Regions from separate parts of the Mus musculus genome. Here region 2 is linked to region 1. The links are chromatin contacts, called in public promoter capture Hi-C maps. All regions are on one chromosome and are shown on one strand. Each heading gives the region's core, a stretch centred on a gene start, on an enhancer-like site or on the middle of the called end of the contact. The rest is flanking DNA. Distances are from core to core; before and after follow the strand shown.

Region 1 (4,124 bases), core at 132-2,631:
CATACACAGACACAGACTCACATATGGACACACACACAGTCTCACACATATGGGATAGCAATATATAGGAGAGTTTTGTAGAGAGCGTATCACAACGTCCAACACAATAAATCAAAAAAGTGAATGATCACTGCGGCCTGGAGGTGAAATGCCTTGCCCAAGGTGGTTGGGAAATGACGAGGTTGGGAAATGGTAGACCCAGAACTGCAATTCAGTGCTGGAGCTCACCAGTGAGAAGCATCTAAGAGAAGCTTGGGAGAACACCCAGCTCTCTCTCTCCGGCTCACAGGTCTGTTCGTTGGGAAGCACATGAAGGTCTGGGCACACAGGAGGCTTAGTCAGAACAGCTTGCTGAAGACAGATCAAGGCCCTGCTCCACCATGGTGGCAGGCGAGGAGGATGGAAGGCCGGGGGCTGCCGGCTGTTGGCAAGACTGTGCCAAAGCTTTCCTGAGTGGAGCAGGGCAGGGCTGGAGGAGGGGAAGGGTCCATGACGATCTCACAGCTCGGGAGAGGAAGGTGTTTGCCCCATCCAGGTCACCCCAAGGCTTAGAGCCAAGACCCCAGTCTCCTAATTTCCAATCACAAACCTGACACCATCAACTGAGGTCTCGTGAACACTGCTGAAAGTGGTTTTTCTGTGTTTCGAGAGTCTCATTTTATCCTCAGATCAATATAGGGACAAAGGCTTGAGCGACAAAGGGTCTGTTTTTGTTCTTTAAACAGAAGAGGAAGGATAGTGCTAGCCTGAGAAGGATGAAGCTTCTGCTTGCTCCCACATGTGTGTGTCCCCCCGCCCCCCAGGCTCATCTTTCCTTCCCCAAGGAGTCAGCCTGCTGGAGCTAGGGGTTTGCCCCATGGAATTCCCCAAATCCTGCCTCAAAGAGCCTGCTCCCAGAGGCCAGGAGAGGAAGCTGAGTCAAAGACTCTATCAGGGGGCGGGGATGAGAGGATAGAACCTACAGTGTGGGGATGGGCTCCAGGCTGCACTCTGGCCAGGGAGGGGGTGTCTCAGAAGCCCAAGGAAGAGGGGTCTCGGGCCTCAGGTCTCCCAGTCTTTTACTGGGCTGATCAGTCAGGGCCGTCAGACCTAGGGCTAGGTGAATGCCCCATCCTGCACACCCTCCTTCCCTTTCCCACAAAGTCTGCAGTTTGCAGAAACTAAACCCTGAGTTCTGTGGTTTCCTGTGGGTCTGGGGGTCCTGCCTGACTTGGCAATGGGGGACTGTGGGCAGGGCATAAGGGAGGGGGTAGTGTAAACACACACACACACACACACACACACACACACACACACACACACACACACACGCTGAGTCAGCATAAGCCTGGAGGGGAGGGGCGGGGTCACTGATTCCGTTTTACTGCCTCTTTAAAATCTCTGCAAAGGCAGCGTTAGCCAGAAGCTGCGGTCCTCACCATGAGTCCCTGGCAGCCCCTGCTCCTGGCTCTCCTGGCTTTCGGCTGCAGCTCTGCTGCCCCTTACCAGCGCCAGCCGACTTTTGTGGTCTTCCCCAAAGACCTGAAAACCTCCAACCTCACGGACACCCAGCTGGCAGAGGTAGACAGATGGCTCGGTGGATAGCTGAGAAGGGCTGGTCAGGAAGATGTCCCCCTCTCCCAAGGAATGGGGCCTCAGATATGCTTTCTGGATTTGGGGGTGATGGGCATGTCTGCCAGGGTTAGGCAGTAGGGGGTAGGTGGTCTGGAGGCTCTGGGCAGATTCGGGTCTGTTGGAGGGACAGATTGGGTTCGGCTTCGAAGGGTTGTGACATGGCGCAGGTTGGCAGTGAACAGTTAAACTCTAGTGGGGCTGAGGGGTAGGCATGGTTTATATCATCTGAGGTCGAGGTGTGATGCTGTCCTCAGGATAGGGGAATTCTAGCTGTGTAGGAAGAACTGGTGTCCTGGCCGTAGAGTCCCTAAGCATGTGGCCCAGAGGTCCAGAGCCAAGGTGCCAGAACTCTGTGATGTCTCTGCCCCTTCCTCCATCCACAGGCATACTTGTACCGCTATGGTTACACCCGGGCCGCCCAGATGATGGGAGAGAAGCAGTCTCTACGGCCGGCTTTGCTGATGCTTCAGAAGCAGCTCTCCCTGCCCCAGACTGGTGAGCTGGACAGCCAGACACTAAAGGCCATTCGAACACCACGCTGTGGTGTCCCAGACGTGGGTCGATTCCAAACCTTCAAAGGCCTCAAGTGGGACCATCATAACATCACATACTGGTGAGATGTCGGGCTAGAAGCAGGTGCCTGGGTGGGACTGGAGGCCAGTTTGCACCTCCGGTTAGCTGAACACAAGGGATCCTTAGCAATACAAGTTCCGAGAGAGGCTGCAGCCCTGTGTGTTTTGAAGCGATCGTGGTGTAGCTGCTGCCCCGCCCACCCCCATTTGTAATCCGTGCATGCCCGATCCCCCATCGACGCTGGCTTTTCACCTCCAGGATCCAAAACTACTCTGAAGACTTGCCGCGAGACATGATCGATGACGCCTTCGCGCGCGCCTTCGCGGTGTGGGGCGAGGTGGCACCCCTCACCTTCACCCGCGTGTACGGACCCGAAGCGGACATTGTCATCCAGTTTGGTGTCGCGGGTGAGAATTCCCGGGCTGGGCAGGCTATGGGAGGGACGACCACGGACAGAGTAGAAGGGACAGCAGATCTGTCCGCTCTTATGCCTGCCCCACAATCCCTAGTCGCTGCTTCCACAAATGACCTCCCCCAACCCCCAGCGGCTTTGGAGTCGCAGTCACCTCTTCTCAAAGTCTGGTGCGCTGCTCAGCGGGAGACACAGTCGCTTTCAGTCTCTTGCCCTTAAAGAGAGCAAAGTGTTGCTGATTGAGTCCCTTCCTCTCCGATGGCCTCTTGCAGAGCACGGAGACGGGTATCCCTTCGACGGCAAGGACGGCCTTCTGGCACACGCCTTTCCCCCTGGCGCCGGCGTTCAGGGAGATGCCCATTTCGACGACGACGAGTTGTGGTCGCTGGGCAAAGGCGTCGGTGAGATCCTGAGCCTTCCAGTATCCGCCCCATCCCCACCCCTGTCCCAACTCCCTTCTCTTACACTGGTGTGTGGCCAGACGCCCTGACTCTAGCCTCCTTTCTACAGTGATCCCCACTTACTATGGAAACTCAAATGGTGCCCCATGTCACTTTCCCTTCACCTTCGAGGGACGCTCCTATTCGGCCTGCACCACAGACGGCCGCAACGACGGCACGCCTTGGTGTAGCACAACAGCTGACTACGATAAGGACGGCAAATTTGGTTTCTGCCCTAGTGAGAGTGAGTATGCGCTGGGGGTGGGGAGCGGGGCGCCGCCTTGAAGGTTCCAGAATCTTCTTTCCCAGTCTCTCTTTGCCATCAGTGGTGTGGCTACTCGCCCTCTCCCTGGGTCTGGTCCCCTCTGTGAAATGAGACGCATGCTGGGGCCGGGCTTGGCGGTAATACCGTGGGTCTCCTCAGGACTCTACACGGAGCACGGCAACGGAGAAGGCAAACCCTGTGTGTTCCCGTTCATCTTTGAGGGCCGCTCCTACTCTGCCTGCACCACTAAAGGCCGCTCGGATGGTTACCGCTGGTGCGCCACCACAGCCAACTATGACCAGGATAAACTGTATGGCTTCTGCCCTACCCGAGGTACCTCTGCCCCGCCTATCAGGGTCAGCCCGGCTCTGCTTTCCAGCATTGGTCTCTAAAGGTGGCTTTTCCATCCATTCATTTCCTTCCTCTATTTACCATCCGCCGTCTGCCTCCACACCTCCTCTCCTTGACTCCCAATTGGGCAGCCTTTTTTGTTTACCCTTAGGCTTTGGTCTCCAATCTTAGCCTCTGCCTATCAATATTTTCCGGCTTCCGCGGTGCTCCACAGCGCCCCCTAGGCTTCAAAAACTAGGCCATGGAGGATCTCTAGCTCAGCTTAGTTTGGTCCATCCCTGGCACCATATTAGATCCACCCATCTGGCTCACTTGATTCTTGGTCTCTCCAGTGGACGCGACCGTAGTTGGGGGCAACTCGGCAGGAGAGCTGTGCGTCTTCCCCTTCGTCTTCCTGGGCAAGCAGTACTCTTCCTGTACCAGCGACGGCCGCAGGGATGGGCGCCTCTGGTGTGCGACCACATCGAAC
Region 2 (4,016 bases), core at 594-3,093, 110 kb after region 1:
GCAGAGGTGACAGGACAGGGGACTCCGGATCAAGGAGCAGACAGTGTAGAGGAACCTGACCCCCCAGGTATGCTCCACTGTCAATCATCTGGCCCTGTGTGCCTCACAAAGGCAAGTTCTTCTGAGACTCTTGGGTATGGAATGAAGATAAATGAAGCTATTACCGTGTCTTTGCAGCAAAGGCTGTGTGGTGGCTTGATTGAGGGTGGAACTATAGGCTCCTATGTTTGAATGTTTGTTCCCAATTAGTGGAACTGTTTTGGAAGATTAGGAGGCGTGGCCATCTTGCAGGAGGTGTGGCCTTCTTGGAGGAGGTGTCTTGGAGGAGGTGTGTTGCTAGGGTTTTGAGGTTTCAAAGGGCTATGCTAGGTCCAATCTCCCTCCACCCTCTCCTACAGCCTGTGGCTTAGGGTGTAAAGCTCTCTGCTACTGCTCCAACGCCATTCCTGTCTGCTTCCTGCCATGATGATCATGGGCTAACCCTCTAAAACTGTAAGCAAGGCCCCCAGTTAAACGCTTCCTCTGTAAGAGTTACTTTGGTCATGGTGTCTTCATAGCAATTGAGCAGCATGGAAGTCAGCCTCCAAGCCTGGGGTTAATGTAGCATGCCTGCCTTCCCCGGCTTCCTTTTTCTTGCAGCCTGCTCCCTCAGCGTGGCTTGGATGTTCAGTTTGCAGGATCAGTATCCCAAGCACTAGCTAGTTCAAGTTCTTGGGAGGGAACTGAGAAGGAGAGTGCCACTCAAGTGAACTCGATGCATCAGACCAGAACCCAAGCCATCCTAGCTGCAGAGCAGATGTGAACTCTGGTTCAAAAATGGTGGTGGTGGTGCGGGAGGCGTGGGGTAAAGACAACCGAACAACCTAGGTTTGATATAAGATCCCACAGGATGGAGGGAGACAACCAACTCCCCGACACCCATATACTCTAAGAGGGGAGGGGGTATGAGGAGGAGGAAGAGGGGAGGAGAAGGAAGAGGGGAGGAGAGGGAGGTGGAGGGGGAGAAATATGAATGATGAATAGTGGGTGGTACTGGGAGAGATGACACCCAGGGTAAGATGCCCGCCATACAAACATGAGAGTTCAGATCCTTTATCTGGAACACCCCTCAGCCTCCACCCCCACCCCTCCGAAAGTTAATGGAGGAATAGGGAGGGTCTCTAGTTTCCTATCATTTCTCAAAGGGCCTTTGACCCTATGAAAGGCTGGTCCGTACACTAAATGCCTGTCTACAGCCTCTGGATGGAGCTGGGGTGGGATAGAAGTCGGTGGAGACACGTGGGTGGCACGCATGGCTAAGAGGATGAGATGCTGTCCCCTACTCGTAGGAATTTCCTTCTCAAGAAAGAGAAACTGGGTAGGGAACTCATTTCCTTGAATCGCCTCCTGGCCCTTCAGCTGTGGTCTTTCCCGTTTTCTGACTTTGCGGTGACACTGGGGACTTCCTTAGACCTCTCTGGAGACGCTTTCGGTTCTGCAGAGATTCCCAGGGGTATTGTGGGTGGGGTGGGGTAACAATAGTGTCCCTGTGGCGCTCCCCAGTCCCTATAGTAATCCTTCACCCCTCTGCTATCTTGCAATCAGGAGAGTCCTTAGCCCTGCTATAGGTGGCTTTTGAGGTCCTGGATGCGAGGAGGGGGACTGGGGGGTGGGTCGGGTAATGTAAGAAAAGGGCTCCTTTTGGGACCCTGGCTCCTCCAGCCACCTTGGTGCCCATCCCTTAAACTCTTGGGGACAATCAGACTCCTGGGAAGGTCCTGGGGAAATCCCTGCTCAGTGACTAGCCATAGGCCCACCGCGATTGGTGCCCGAAGACCCCGCCCTCTTCCTGGGCGGGACTCCTAGCAGGGACTTTGGAGTGACTTGTGGCTTCAGCAGGAGCCCTGTGATTTGGCTCTTCTGATCTCGCCCTGCGATGGTGTCTTTGCCTCGGCTGTGCGCGCTATGGGGCTGCTTGTTGACAGCGGTGAGTGGCTTGTGTTCTAACCTCCAAGGGAGTTAGGGCTTAGAGAGTGAGAGATGGAAAGAGGAAAGAGGAGACAAGACTTTGGAGATGAGAGATCTTCCTACTGGAAGCGGCGGTTAGTAGGATGGGCAAGATCTCTCGCGTCTTGACACACACACACACACACACAAATGAGGTGGGCTGCTCCTCTTTCCTTCCAGAAGGTCGGGGTTCTGTTCCACGAAGCCCACAGGGGAACCTTAGGGAGGGCATTCCTCCACAGCGGTGCCTGGACAGCTTTGTCTGACCCAAGCCTTGGCTCCGGAGCTGACTGCAGAGACTGGAAAGGGTTAGCAGACAGGAAAGCCTGGCTAGGGGGAAGGGCGGGTCTGGCCTGTTTCCTGTCACTTTCCCATTGTGGACAGATGTCTGCCACCTGTGGTTATCTTCTCCTTGCCAGTTGGGGCCACTTTGTCTAGGGAATCTTGTGCGAACAAGACCCCAGGTACTTTTTAGGGAAGAGGTAATTTACTAACCACCATACCCGTATCATAGCTGAGCCAATCTAGAGAAATCCCCAAGTTTGTGCCTCTGCCTCATGAGCTTAAGGTGGTACAGGAGACACCCAGAGGATGAGGAGGAAGAAGAGGAGGAGGGGGAGGAAGAGGAGGAGGGATAGCTTTAGAACCCAAGAAAGGATAAGAGACCAGACTAGGTTTCTCCAGGCACCAGCAGGGCTCAGACCCAATCAAGCGCATCTTGGGGATTTCTAGAAGCCGGCACTTGATTCGCTTTTGGTTTAAATGTATTTCTGCAGTTCCTCATTCTGGAACCTGGGAATCCCCTGACTACCTGAGTCTCAGCCCCTCTCCTCTGGCGAGGCTCCCCTAGCTTTCAGGCAGGGTAGATTCTTTCCGGTTGGTGACAGGGACTTCGGTAACTTCATGGGTTCTGAATTGTCCACCCAGGAAGGTGTCGTGGTTCAGGACTGGCTTTCTGCAGCTGGGACAGTCAGTGCCCTAAGCACATCCCTGTCCATCAGCCAATGTCACCTGTCCATCAGCCAATGTCACCTATCCCAGGTTGGTCTAGTTGAGAATGACCTTTCACATTCTTCTTTTTCTTCTGTTCACGCATGGTTTGTGTATATGCGTACATCTGTGTGGGAACACACGTGTGCTTGCATGCGGTAGCCTGAAGTTCATCTCATGAGTCATCCTTGGACACGGTCCCTTCTTAGTCATCCACACAGGGTCTCAAGCAAACCCAGAGCTCCCCATAGGGCGAGTCTCACACGTCAGCTGGCTCTGGGGACCCTCTGCTTCTGCCCTCTGAAGCTGGAGTTACAGGGAGGCCACTACAAAGACCTGGTGTTTGCACGTGTTTCTGGAGATCAGAATTCTGGCCCACCCATTTATATGGCAAACACCTTGAGAGCTCAGTCATCTCTCTTGTCCTTGAATCTCTGATCCTCCTGCCTTCACCTCCCTAGTGCATACACCACCATGCCCAGTTTTATGTGGCACTTAGAATAGAATCTAGGGCTTCATGCATGCTAGGCAAGACACTATACTTACTGAGACACACCCCCAGCCAAAGGACATAGACTCTGACATGTGGCCTGCCAAGAATCACCATGGAGGTTAGCCGCAGGAAAGGAGCAGAAGCGAGACAGTTGCTTTACTAGTTTTCATTTTTTACCCCAGGCCAGTGGTTCCTTTCGCAGAGGTGGTCTAAGACCATCAGAAAACACAGATATTTACATTAGGATTCAGAACAGTAACAAAATTACAATTATGAGGTAGCAACAAAAATAATGTTTTGGTTGGGGGGGGGGTCAGCACCACATGAGGAACTGTAATGGGCCCCAGCGTTAGGACAGTTGAGAACCACTGCTCTAAATAAGACTTTTAGGGAGACTGGATGCAGGAAGACGGTGAGGTGAGAGAGAAGTGGATGAGGGCCTTTGGGAGGGATGGAGGAAGAAACAGAGGTGTGATGAAGGCTAGTCTGGACCACTCAAGAACAAAGTCTGCCCTTGTAAGCCCCAATCTGGGCTCCAGGGAGGGGC

The links. Promoter capture Hi-C pulls out the DNA fragments that hold promoters and counts their contacts.
Region 2: a contact with region 1 is called in a promoter capture Hi-C map of macrophages, with 7 read pairs. The contact joins the promoter of Cd40 here to the promoter of Mmp9 in region 1. A contact is called at or near these places in 4 of 39 promoter capture datasets (embryonic stem cells, hippocampal neurons and macrophages), 24 of 484 Hi-C or Micro-C datasets (the 63-12 cell line, 8-cell embryo, the AML12 cell line and 18 more), 9 of 115 datasets of contacts at active chromatin or transcription factors (bone marrow-derived macrophages, embryonic hindbrain, embryonic midbrain and 3 more) and 4 of 9 other capture datasets (adipose tissue, liver, macrophages and 1 more).

What each region holds. Positions count from the first base shown.
Region 1 is chr2:164,946,838-164,950,961 of GRCm38.p6, forward strand. Mmp9 (matrix metallopeptidase 9) reads left to right here and starts at 1,382. Exons shown (of 13, transcript NM_013599.4): 1 at 1,382-1,560; 2 at 1,998-2,227; 3 at 2,446-2,594; 4 at 2,872-3,000; 5 at 3,110-3,283; 6 at 3,464-3,637; 7 at 3,988-4,124. The coding sequence starts at 1,420.
Region 2 is chr2:165,053,793-165,057,808 of GRCm38.p6, forward strand. It overlaps Cd40 (CD40 antigen), which reads left to right and starts at 1,844. Exons shown (of 9, transcript NM_011611.2): 1 at 1,844-1,966. The coding sequence starts at 1,916.